2 separate regions of the Mus musculus genome follow, and region 2 is linked to region 1. A link is a contact called in public Hi-C data. All regions are on one chromosome and are shown on one strand. The core of a region is the stretch at or near the end of the contact, and the rest is flanking DNA. Distances in the headings are between cores, read along the strand shown.

What was found. Hi-C and Micro-C count contacts between places; a contact is called where the count stands out from the background.
Region 2: a contact with region 1 is called in a Hi-C map of liver, with 1.7 times the contacts expected there. A contact is called at or near these places in 9 of 484 Hi-C or Micro-C datasets (brown adipocytes, cerebral cortex, embryonic fibroblasts and 4 more), 5 of 130 datasets of targeted methods (embryonic fibroblasts, embryonic stem cells, intestinal villus epithelium and 2 more) and 3 of 9 other capture datasets (adipose tissue, liver and pancreatic islet).

Annotation. Positions count from the first base shown.
Region 1 is chr19:4,554,655-4,561,415 of GRCm38.p6, forward strand. It overlaps a transcript of Pcx not described here. Among named protein-coding and RNA genes, the nearest start is that of Pcx, 36 kb to the right of the region's middle.
Region 2 is chr19:4,589,744-4,596,258 of GRCm38.p6, forward strand. Pcx (pyruvate carboxylase) reads left to right here and starts at 4,576. Exons shown (of 20, transcript NM_008797.3): 1 at 4,576-4,699.

The DNA of each region.
Region 1 (6,761 bases), core at 2,562-5,061:
CTGAATGTCTCTGTTTGGCTCTTGTTTCTGTGTTGTGTTCTTTGCAAAGCCTGTAGTCTTTCCCCTCTCTACACACTGTGTCTGGAATCCAGGAGCAGGGCTTTTGCCTAGGTGCCCCACTTTTCATCTGTTTAGCATGTTCTTCTCCCCCCCCCCCCCCATTTCCTCTCTAGAATATAGCTCTTTGTTTGTTTACCTGTTTGTTTGAAACAGGATCTCATGTAGCCAGGGATAGCTTCAATTTTGCTGTATAGCAGATTACTTCCTGAGTGCTGGGATTGCAGGTATATGCTATACACTCAAATTTAAAATGCTCTTAAGGACTACAACAGAGATAAAGACAATCTTGCCTGAAGGTCTGAAGAAATACAAAGGAATTTTTTGTTGTTGTTTTTTGGTTTGGGTTTTTTTTTTTTTTTTGCTAGTGACTGAGTTTCTTCTTGAGGCTGTTTGCTCACTCCTAGCTGTTCAGTGAAACTGGGTTTTCTTCCTTACGTGTACAGGGAAGAGGGTATAAATGGGTACAGTCACTGGCAGCCCAGCCAAGGGCCAGGAAAGGCGTTTCCTCCTTAGCCGTGCTTCCTTCGTTCCACACTAATGTCTCTGTGCATTGAACAAATGAAGTCTGGATCTCGGCCCAGCTCTGGTTCCCCGAACAGAAGAGAGTCCTGATGTCAAGTAGAAAGAAGGAGCCAAAGGGCAGGGCCACTTGGAGGAGAGTGTGTGATGAGAGAGGTACGGCTTAAAGAATCAGGGTTGAAGCAAGCTCCTGTTTAGATCTGGTGTACTGTCCCTACCCAGGGCCAGCCCCAGTGACTGTCTCCCTGTGCTTGTCCCATCTTCCAAAATTGAGTCTATGTTTGGGGTTTTCCTTTTGTCCCAGCCATTAGGCAGGAGCCTATGGCAGGAGAAAGAAGATAGATCTTTCTGTTACACTGTAGCATGGATACTTAGCTTATAAGGAATAGAAATTTCTTGGGAGGCAGAGACAGGTGGATTTCTGAGTTCGAGGCCAGCCTGGTCTACAGAGTGAGTTCCAGGACAGCCAGGGCTACACAGAGAAACCCTGTCTCGAAAAACAAAACAAAACAAAACAAAAAAACCAACCCCCCCCCAAAAAAAAAACAAAAAAAAAAGGAAGAGAGCTTTCAGCAGGTATCCTCTGAGTCACCAGGGTCTGTGGAGTCTGAGAATACCATTGCTCTCTCCATTCTACCCCACCCTCACTGTGTCCTTCACCTGTCCCAGCAAGAAGTATGACATGAAAAAAAGGATGGTATGCTCTAGTCATCCTTACACCTTTTGCCTATCTCTGCCTGTTTGATCACTTCTGACACAAGCAGCCTTGTTCTGAGCCTATTCATTCATATAGTCACTGAACAAGCATTTTTTTTTTTAAAAAATGCATTGTCAGGGCTCCAAACTGCTACTACTAAGTTGGTATCACTTGTCACTGATGCCCATTCTCATAAACCCAGGTATTTATCTTGAGTAATAGAGTAACTCCAAAGAGTTATGACCGAGCTTTGAGTTCCACCTTCACACAGAAGAGCCCTGGGTACCATGCCTCAAGCTTTCACCCACTTCATTGTTGCCTATGTGTTCTTCTTAGCACAGATCCTCAAAACTGGCTCATTCACTCTGGCCTGGGACCCATTCATTCCACTGTTGTCACTGCACTATCCCACTCTAGACATCTTGGAGAGTGTGTAGCATTGGCACAGACCCTACCTTGGCCCTACAGAGTACTCTTCGAAGAGAGAACTTGCAAACAAATGTTTTCCTCTTTAGTTGTTCTTTTTTAACATCCAGGCAGAAGCTCTAGCGTTGCTGGGACCCCCTTGAGGAGGACGTTTGGAGGTTATTGCCTCAAAGTGACCAGAGGCTGGGGAAGTCTGTTTTCTAAATAGTCTAATTATAGGTGTGGGGGGCGGGTTGCATGTCAGGACAATTGGTTAGAGTTGGTTCTTTCCATCAACCATGTTGTTCCTGGAGATCAAACTCTTGCTTGTCAGACTTAGCAGCAAGACCCTTTACGGGCTGAGCATCTCACCAGCTGAGAAATGTGTGCTTTATTCTTTTGCTTCTCATTTCTCTATCTGTAATGACTAGAAGTGGAATGTTAATAGTGGAGTTGGTCTAGAGGGAACCTATGGAGGTTTAGTCACCTCCCTGTACAGTAGCTACATGGGGTGGCGAGAGTCTCACTAGTGCAGTTCTCTTTCGAAGCATTGTTGGGAGGAGGAGAGAACCCATTCATTGTTTCTGTCATACCATAGAGAGTAATATAGGCTTCTGTGAGAGGATGGACTTGGATTCTTGATTAAAGGTTAATCTCCCTGGCCCCAGACAGGGTTTCTTGGTGTAGCCCTGGCTGTTCTGGAACTCTGTAGATCAGGCTGGCCTTGAATTCAGAATGCCCTTGCCTCTCTGCCTCTCTGCCTCTCTGCTTCTCTGCCTCTCTGCCTCTCTCTCTGCCTCTCTGCCTCTCTGCCTCTCTGCCTCTCTGCCTCTCTGCCTCTCTGCCTCTCTGCCTCCTGGGTGCTAGGATTAAATGTGTGTGCCACCACTGACCAGTTAGATATTTTACAATTGATTGTGGCTGCTGCATCTTGGATAAGAAGACTATTAACCCAGGGGAAAGCTGAGAATCTTGTTCTCTTTTTGTTACATGTCCTCTTAGGCCATTTTAGATAGTAGGCAGCCCTTGGAGGACCTTCCCTGCAGCTTGCCCTGAGCAGGGAATGGTGCTGCCAGGACCCCCTAGGCTGGGTAACTGTCAACCCAGGTCACCTAAGTACCAAACAGATCTCTCCTTTAGGGTTGAAAGTGCCAGGAGATTTCCAGACCTTTCCTTTCTAACGGCAACCAGGGCAGTGGATATACAATTTAAAGATTGGTGTCCTGAACCAAAGTTTGAGGCAAAGCCCAGTGACAGTAGACAGCAGCTTCTTTCACTGTACACCAGAATTAGGGTGCCCTGGACTGGCCTAGTCTTCCTTGGAGCTTAGTTCTAGAATCCCATACTTTTTTTCTTAGCTTATCAATTCCTTTATTTTAGGTAGGAAAAGGAGAAGGCTCCCCCCCCCCCCCAGAAGCTTATGCTGATTTGCAGAGCTCCTTCTCCTAAGCAGAGCTTTTCCACATACATTCCTGAGGGGACTATGAGTTTTCCAGTAATGGTTTACTGGAAGTTACAAAGGGCTAAGTCCACCGTACACTTTCTGTGGTTCCATCTTATTCTCCCATTGGGTTTATTTCCATAACTATTTACCCAGTTGGAATGGACAGGAGAGCCAGGAAAGAGAACCTGCCCCTGCACAAAGGGCATTTTTTTTTTTGTTTTGTTTTTTTGCCAAGTCCTGCCAACAGTAGTGTGTGTTCCAGCAGACCCTGGGGCTAAAGAAATGCGAGTTGCTGAGCTTGTTTACTGGGGATGAGGGGGCAGAAGGACAGGACGGGGACTGTGGAGAGCTTTGAGGGAGTTCGAGTCAGGGTAGAGAGTACTTAGCTTGAAGAGCAGGAAGATTCGAGCAATTGCTGGCGCCTGGACTAAGAGAGGAGACAGAACCAAAGTGGGGCCTTGGGCTGGAACCAGGCATCACCCACCAGTGCATGCTTGTCAGAGCTGGGATTGCTGCCCGGATACCCTCTCTCCTCCTTTTAGCACGAGACTTTGGGATGTGTAGTGGGAACCTTGGAGCCTGGCATCCTGCCTCCTGAGATCCCTGGCCCATTTCCCCAGAGTTCCTCTGAGGGAAGGCCACCAGCATAGCCCTTTGTGGGTGGGGCTGCATCACTCCACACCCTTAGTTTCTGTGTAGCTGCCTGGCATGGAGTGCTGTACTATAGACCTGGCTTTGGGTACTGCTCTGTAGCTGAAGGAGTAAGTCTCAGATACCTGCTGGGAACACAGTAGGGAAAAGAAGGCCCTGACATCTCCTGTCATCAAAGAAGCCAGCAGAAGGCCAGAGCCTGTGCAGTTAATGCTGTGATCATACTGTGGAGGAAAAGCACAGCGCTCAGGAGCACGCCCCAAGCCCATGGGGGCCTCTAGGGGATCCTCCCTCCCCTGTAGCTATCTGTCTCCTGCAGCTGGCAGCTTCTGACTGGCAGTTTGGCAGGATACTTGAACCTTAGGCACATTTCAAACTCAGAATTGTCTCTCCCTGTCATCAAGTGGAGAGTGAAAGAGGAGCGGGAGCAGCCCCCTGCTGCCCTGCTAGGCTCATGATTGGTGCTGTCTGATGATCTGGTGAGCCTCTTCTCATTAGCCCAGCCTAGGGTTTTGCAGGCATTACCTTTAACCAGCTCTGGTATGGGTGGCAGAATTGGCCCCTAGGGGACAGAGCATGTTTAGAGTTGAATTCAGTGCTTCAGCAGAGGTTACCAATCTGGGAGTCATCTGGGTTTGTTCTCAATTCATACTGCCTGATCCTAGCCTCTCAGTAAAGGCTTTCTTTGCTCTCCTTTTTTGGTACCTCACCTCTGGGCCTCACTGAGGGGCTGGCCCAGTAAGGTGCTACACTCAACGTATCCTGTAGCCAATAGGAGGGAGTGTGAAGACCCAGGGACTCACTGTTTACTGTTTCCAAGGTGGCTTGATCGCCCCAGAGATGGGAAACAGGAAGTGTTTAGACTTCTAATTCCTCACCCATTTTTTGAGGACAAACCTTTCAAACCCATGATTGTGATTATATTTTTAGAAGTACCACTGTTTGCTCAAGAGTGGCTTCTGGCCCCGGCCACACCTCAAGGAACACTTTGGAGTTCCTTCCTCCAAATGCTCACAGTTCCCATCTTGTGCCCTTTTGGCACACATTAACCCTTTGGGATGCTCTTGAGTTGTATCCCTGGGCAAGGATAGCCAGCTGTCCCATGTAATTATTTTGGTCTATGTCTAAGCCCAGTCCCAGGAGGCAGTTGTGACATTTCCTATATGGACCTGTGTCACTGGGCTATCAGAATGGTACTAGCAGAGTAATACTTAATGGTTCAAGTCCTTCATGTATACAGATCACACACACACACACACACACACACACATACACACACACAAAGTTTGTCTGGGACCACACACATCTAAGGGGTACCCTGCCCAGGGGCTGCCCATTGTGCCTTCTAGTTCTGCTTAGCAGCTCTGGGCCTGGACCAGAAGAGAGGATAAGGGCCTATTGTTTGTCCCTGGGCCCTGAATGGCACTTTGTTTTCCTTCTTCAGCTCTAGCCAAGTGGCTTTACTGTGGCTGTGGGCGCTGGTGTTACAGTCTCATCGAAAATAAAAAATCCATTCCCAGCAGCCCTCATGCTGCTTGCTGTTTGTTATGGGGGTACAGTGCTTTGAGAGCCAGCGAGGGGTCTTATGTTTGTGACTTCTGAGTAGGGCCCATTTTAGGGTCAAAAAAGGCACCTTCCCTATGAAGTGCCTGGAGCTTACTTGGGTCTAGGTGAGAGAAGTATCTTCAGGAAGGGGATGGTGGGTCCTGGGGCAAAGGCAGGAGATGTGGGTTGTGCTTCCCTTCCCTCGCTGTCCTCCCACCCTCTCTCCCTAGCCATCCACTCTCTATACTGGTCCTCTAGTTGGAGGTCAAAGGAAGGGAAAGGTGGTGCAAGGCCGGGGAGTAGGAATTGTGTTGTTGGGTTTGGCAATGAGGAAGGAGCCTGTTCAGCCAGCTCTGTATTTGGAGGCCACCCGTCCTGCAGACACAGGTCAGCTCCCACCTGTCTGGGAGAGTCACATCTGCTCATGGCTCTTCATAAGTCACACAGCAGGCGTGGCTGTTTGCTTTATTATCCCACTGCCTTCAATCTGGGAGGGCGTGCTGTCCTCACCCAGCGGTTCTTAGAGGGCTCCCCAGGCACTTGCAGGTCCTTAAACCCAGTCCAAGGTAGTCTTCAGAGCAGAACAATTTTCCTAACAGTACTAACAGATTACTTTTCTTTTCACCAATGATGTTAACTTAGGGCTAAATTAGAGACAAAACTGGCAACATCTTTCCAGGAATGAGCACCATCCCAGGCCCTTGCCCTCCACTTCATTTAACGCTGACCTTAATGAAGCAGATTTATTTACTCAACACTAATGTGCTGTGCTTGGGCACATGTTCTTACCGTTCTGTGTGATGAAGTGGGAACTAAGCACTTTACTTACCAGCTGTGGGGGTTGTAGGAAAAGCTCTTGCTCAGTTGTATGAGTTGCATGTTGAACTTGATGGGTTTTCAGAATGCACTGATGTGAAACTGTGGTCAAGACTATAGATACACAGATTTGAGTGCTTTCTGAACTCCACCCCCCCCCCCAAAAAAAATGAACATTGATGAATCTGTTGCTTCAAAGTAAATAGCTAACAATTCATATAGCCTTGGTGAAATTAGAGCTTGAAAGAACAAATTAGAGTTTGTCCTGGGCTGGGTACTTTTAAAATACTGAAAGGCCTTTCCAACAACATTGACCTTGGTGATGATATTATACCGGTGGTGTTTTATTAATTCATTTCAGTCTGTGCCATGCTCCTCTCCAGAAGAACACTGTAATGCAAGGAGCCAGTATTTTCCAGATGACCAGCACAGGAGATTACAAAATCATGTTGGTCAAAAAACCCATTTATACATTGAGAAAGGCCAGTGAATTTTAAAGTCACAGAGTAGGAAAAGTTCATGAGGTTTGAGATTTCCTGTCACAGAGAACTGCTTGTCTATTGAGTTCGGATATAATGTCAAGGGGAGTAGCCCCAGTCATCTAGAGGTTATTAAAATATTTTC
Region 2 (6,515 bases), core at 3,326-5,825, 36 kb after region 1:
CCTCACACCAGTCATCCTGGGCCACTGCAGGCAATTGCAGGCTGGGTGAACCAGAAAATCTTGGCCGAGCGTTCCTCCCTATCTCGGCCGAGCGTTCCTCCCTGGCCACCGTCCTCTGGTGGATGTACTGCTCTCTCTAGGATGTTTCATGGTAAACTAAACACGACCACAGGGGCCCCAGGATCTGTCGGCCAAAAGGGACAGATGAAAGGACATGTCATTAGGCTACAGTAGCTGATACCAAAGCACCAGGGAGAGGACAGACTGAGGCTGAGATTTCTGGGTAGTGGGAATGGAGCATGGGAAGGCCAGGTGCTAGGAAGAGGGAAATAGGTTTTGTTGGTTAGTTTGGTAGATACTAGGGCCTATTTCTGAGTTGTTCTTCCTTCTTACTGCACAGCTGGCTGCTTTCCAGAACACTTGAGTCAGCACAGGTAGTTGACTTGAGACAGCTGGCTACCAGTGCCTGAGGCAGGATGTTGCCTTGTGATCCCTCTACTACCTACTCTGTAAAAGCAGCTATAGTTAAGATCAAAGCCGCGCATGTTCTAGAAGGAACATTCTAGGGCCTGCCACTTGACTGCGGCACTTACAGGGCTTCCTGCCCTGTTCCCCAGCCAGGCTGCTCTATCAGGGAGCACATTTCTTCAGCAGTATAGTAGCCATAGTATCTGGGCTCAAACAGGCCTGACCATGGAATTCTATGCTGGCTGCTTCTGGTTACAGGAGGCAGCCTGCAAGATATAGTTCAGGTCTGAAGAAGCAGAATTTCTAGGGACATTTGATGATTTATTGGGAAAATTGAAACTTCTCTGACATATCTGGAACATGTGACCACTGGCACTGTTGCTGTCTGCTGTTCAGTGCAGGGTGTTGAGGGAGACCCTGAGTTGATGGAGGTCAGGAGGTTTGTTTTTGTTGTTTTTTAATTGTAGGTTTTCTATTTTGGGTATTTTCAGTGTTTAAATACCTGTCACACTATGTTTCTGATGAAAGTCACAGCTCAGTTCCACAGTGGGGACTTAATGCCTATTAGTTCAGAGCTCCCACTCTGAGGGAAGCATGGATATTGTGCTCATATTTGGCTGCTGTCAGTTCATCCTAAAGCAACTGTAAAAGCGCCTCTGAAGGAGAGGACCCTGTAGAGTGACCTGCTGACACTGGGAGCTTGGGAGAGGACCCTGTAGAGTGATCTGCTGACACTGGGAGCTTGGGAGAGGACCCTGTAGAGTGATCTGCTGACACTGGGAGCTTGGGAGAGGACCCTGTAGAGTGACCTGCTGACACTGGGAGCTTGCCTCCCCCACCCCTCACTGTAGAACCCACATGGGCAGTGCGACAGACCTCACGCCTGTGATGTTAGGACCTTTGCCCTGCCTCATTTGGCATTTTGTTGTAGGCACCATTTCAGCTCTATGGTTTTCTGTCTGGAAGGAGGAATGCTGAGTTCATAGATCCAGTGTTGGAGAAAACTGGAGCAGGATGAGGTGAAAAGTTTCCCAAGAGCTGCCTTGAGTAACAAGGTAGAAACAGGTGTGCTAGACGCCCATCGCTTCACTGTGGCTCATTCACTGTGGCTGGAGAGGAGTTATTTACACGTCCTCAGTGGCAGTCACAGCAGTCTATTCTCCCGTTTGTTTGTTTGTTTGTTTTATAATCCTCCAATTTATTTTATTTTATTTCGATATAATGTTATAATTTTCTTTTTTATTGGATATTTTCTTTATTTACATTTCAAATGTTATCCCCTTTCCTGGTTTCCCTCCCTCTCAGGAACACTCTATCACATCCTCCTCCCCCTGCTTCTGTGAGGGTGCTCCTCCACCCACACACCCACTCCCACCTCCCCACCCTCAGTTCCCCTACACTGGGGCATCTATCATGGGACCAAGGACTTCTTCTCCCATTGATGTATGACAAGGCCATCCTCTGCTACATATGCAGCTAGAGCCATGTGTACTCCTTTGTTGATGGCTTAGTTCCTGGGAGTTCTGGAAGGTCTGGCTGGTAGGTATTGCTCTTCCAGTGGAGTTGCAAACCCCTTCAACTCCTTCAGTCCTTTCTGTAACTTCTCTATTGGGGACCACACGCTCAGTCCAATGGTTGGCTGTGAACATCTGCCTCAGTATTTGTAAGGCTCTGGCAGGGCCTCTCAGGAGACAGCCATTTTAGGCTCTTTTCACCATGTACTTCTTGGCATCCACAATAGTGTCTGGGTTTGGTAACTGTATATGGGATGAATCCCCAGGTGGGACAGTCTCTGGGTGGCTTTTCCTTCAGTCTCTGCTCAACACTTTATCTCCATATTTGTTTCTGTGAGTATTTTGTTCTCCTTCTAAGAAGGACCAAAGCACCCACACTTTGGTCTTCCTTCTTATTGAGCTTAATGTGGTCTGTGAATTGTATCCTGGTTATTTGGAGTTTTGGGGCTAATATCCACTTATCAGTGAGTGCATACCATGTATGTTCTTTTGCAATTGGATTACCTCATTCAGGATGATATTTTCTAGTTCTATTCATTTGCCTAAGAATTTCATGAATCTGAATAGTACTCTGTTGTGTAAATGTACCACATTTTCTGTATCCATTCCTCTGTTGAAGGACATCTGGGTTCTTTCAAGCTCCTGGAATTTCCCTGTTTTTAATGCACAACCCGAGACAAGAATGAGATCTGTTAGCCAGCATTTGCAGAAAATAGCAAACAGGCCTCTTCAGGTTGCTGGTGTTCTGAAGAGGAACATGGGATGAAGGATCTTGGGGAACAGTGGGTTGCTTGTTCTTTTGCCATCTCCCCCATCTCTGTGGGCAGGAAAGGAGTTCTACTTGTGTGTCACTCCAAGGAAGACAGTATGGTATCCCCTGAGGCATGTGCTCTGGACCAGTTGCTGTGCCTGCAGAATCAGAGTGCTTTTCCCATGTAGAAGGAAAGGAACTTTCTGGAAGCTTCAGGCTTAATGCAAACTTCAGGTCTCCACTATTGATGTCACCAAGTAGGAGGGCTTTCCCTCAGAGGATTTAAATTGGAGTCTGAACCATTGTCAACTACGAGGACTTCATGGTAACCATCCAACCAAGTACTCCCCTAATAGGGTACTGTGTGGTCTAAGTGAAAGCCTGCCCCCCATTCCCACTACTCTCTCTAGCCATGCTATCTTTTGGGATGAGGATGACAGGAGACATCTGGAATAGTGCCAGCCTGAAGGGCTGTAATTGGAAACACCTTCCCAAGAGGCACTGTTGTGAGGAAAGAGGATGGTCACATTAGATTAGGATGCCAGGACAGGTTGGGTCCCCTTTAGTACCCAAACGAGGAATTCTGGGGGGCTTGGAGGGTACCACACTATTCAGTGCCCACCCAAGGTCTTCCTACCACCCTAGGTGCTCTGCTTCTCTCTCACCTGACCCCCAGGCTCTATGATACCCCTGAGCTCTCTCACCTGACCCCCAGGCTCTATGATACCCCTGAGCTCTCTCACCTGACCCCCAAGCTCTATGATACCCCTGAGCTCTCTCACCTGGCCCCCAAGCTCTATGATACCCCTGAGCTCTCTCACCTGACCCCCAGGCTCTATGATACCCCTGAGCTCTCTCACCTGACCCCCAGGCTCTATGATACCCCTGAGCTCTCTCACCTGGCCCCCAAGCTCTATGATACCCCTGAGCTCTCTCACCTGACCCCCAGGCTCTATGATACCCCTGAGCTCTCTCACCTGACCCCCAGGCTCTATGATACCCCTGAGCTCTCTCACCTGACCCCCAGGCTCTATGATACCCCTGAGCTCTCTCACCTGGCCCCCAAGCTCTATGATACCCCCTGAGCTGTGCAGACGGTTCTGTCCCTTCAGCTTTGAGAATTTGCTGAGACTCAGGTGCAACTTGGTCAACCTTATCACTGGAGTTATCTCAGACCCTGGAACTCAACACTCCGTTGGCTGTCACAACATCTGTGGGGCCCTAAGGGGACCCAGTGGGTCCACAGCTGTCCTGCGGCTGGATCTCTCTGGCTGATCATGATTTTAAAAGTTCCTGAGTGTAGGCCTGTGAGGGCAGTGGGATTCATTCAGTGAGGGAAAGGCTAGATCAGCTATGGAGATGCTTAGGAACAAGGTGGTATGTTCTCTTGTCTGTGACGGCCTTGTCTTGTGTCTGGCAGTGCATTGAATTAGGGGAGAGGCTGGTTGCAGCACAGGCCTCCTGTGACTGTAGTAGTGAACCAGCCTTCAGGCTAATGTGACCCTTGCCCTCCATCATGCCTGGCACAGTCCCTACCAAGCAGCCTGTCTAGGTACCATTCTACTTTCTGAGTGACATTTTTATGCCTTGAACTTCAAGTGGCAGTATGTCCAAAATCCACCACAAAAGTCTGCAGCTGCTTTCTAGCAGGTATTGTCTTGTAATTCTGTGTATTCCTGAGGGCCCAGGGAACAGGCTCTAGGCCACTGCTCATCTACTTTCTGCATGACCCACTGCCCCGCCTCTCTGGCCCGGCCCTCCTAGGCAGCCAGTGGCCCATGATGGCCTCAGGAGGCGGCGCCCCTTCCCCTGATTTCAGCCTTGGCTACAGCCCAGGCCTCCAGCAGTCTAGTGCTGGAGAACTTTGTATTCTGGGGCCAATGACCTCGGGTGGAGCAGTTACTGCCTGTGGATCCTCTATCACGTCCTCTGTGTGCAGCACACCTAGGTGCTTGGCTGGTACAAGGTAATTGTTCCAGAGCAGGTATGGCTCTATAAATCTGAATCAACTGCTAGGCTAGGGTTTTACATGTGATGAAAGCATGCTAGCTTTCAATTGGGATTGCTAGAGGACTAGTCTCTCTCTCTCTCTCTCTCTCTCTCTCTCTCTCTCTCTCACTCGCTCTGTATGTGTGCGACAGTGTGTGTCTCCTTCTCTGTCTCTTTCTGTGTGCCTCTGTCTCTCTGTCTCTGTCTCTTGTCTCTCTCTCTCTGTGTATGTGTGTTGGTGGCTGGTACAAGGTAATTGTTCCAGAGCAGGTATGGCCCTATAAATCTTAATCAACTGCTAGGCTAGGTTTTTACATGTGATGAAAGCATGCTCTGTGCTAGAGGACTAGTCTGTCTGTCTGTCTGTCTGTCTCTCTCTGTCTGTCTGTCTCTCTCTCTCTCTCTGTGTCTGTCTCTTTTTGTGTGTATGTGTTGGTATGACTCATATCAATATCCTACTCAGAAAACCTTGGAGGGATTGGTATATAGCAGACTTCATGCTACCTCTATACAGAGAAAGGCTTTGATGGAGGGCCTTGGGGCAGTTAGCAAGAGGACCTTGGTGTATATACATGCATGTGTGAACATGTATGTATGTATATGTATGTGTATGTGTATGTGTATGTGTATGTGTATGTATATGTATATGTATATGTATATGTATATGTATATGTATAGGGATGCTGGTGTGATCTGTATAGGGCTTTGGGGAGATTGGGAATATTTCTTCTATATCCCTCCATTCATGTGGGAGGAGAAAAGACAGTGAGAAAGAGTGACAACAGCTGGCATTCATTACCAAGATTTAGTACTTTCAGGTCTCTGTCTCAGTTGGTCCGGGAATGATCTATCTGGGCTAGAAGTGGCACCTGAATTTACAGATGAGGAAACTGGGCTTCAGAGCTGCCAAACCACAGTACTAGGAAAAAAAGAGAGCTAGGCCTAGGCAGGCAGGCAGGCATAGTGCAGGCTAACATTGGGCCTCCTGGCCCCACCAGCTCTAGTGGTGGTGGCTGCTCCCACTTGCCTCTGCTCTGACTCCATCCAAAAGGGCCTTGCCATTTTCTGCCTGTAATTTTGTGCAGGTTTGCTGCCAGCCCTGGCTTCTGCTCTCCAGTAGCTGGTCTCTCAGGACTTACCTTCAGGTCTGCTTTTGCTGCCCTTTTCAGGGATATGAGGGCTGAGAGGGGCTTCTTTCTCTTCACAGTGTTCTTGGCCCCAGGTTCTTTGTGGATTGGGATTGCCAAGGAGTCACTGGGCCACCAAGATCATTTATGGGGAATCACATCAAGTCTCTCTCTCTCTCTCTCTCTCTCTCTCTCTCTCTCTCTCTCTCTCACACACACACACACACACACACACACATTCTGTGGGGTTAGCCTTCCAGGAACTCACCTGATGCCAATCCAAGGAAGACTCCTTATCTCGAGAGGGGAATGGGGAGCCTGTGTGATGAGAGAGGGGCAGGGCAGCAAACTCACCTGTTTACTCAAAGGATGAGAGTCAAGTGCTCAAGTGGTGGCGAGTGATTATCAAGAAACAATCTTCTATGTAGTTCAGCCTTGCACTTAAGATTGATCTCCTGCCTCAGCCTACCAAGAACTGGTATTACAAGTGTATTTTACATTTATTTATTTTTGGTGAGGAGTGGACATGAGTACCACATTGTGTTTGTTGAGGTTCTCTCTTCCCACCATGTGGGTTCTGGGATTAAACTCAGGTCATCAAATTTGGCAACAAGCACTTTTACCAGCTGAGTTATCTCGACAGCCCATTTTCTTTTCTAAATGTGC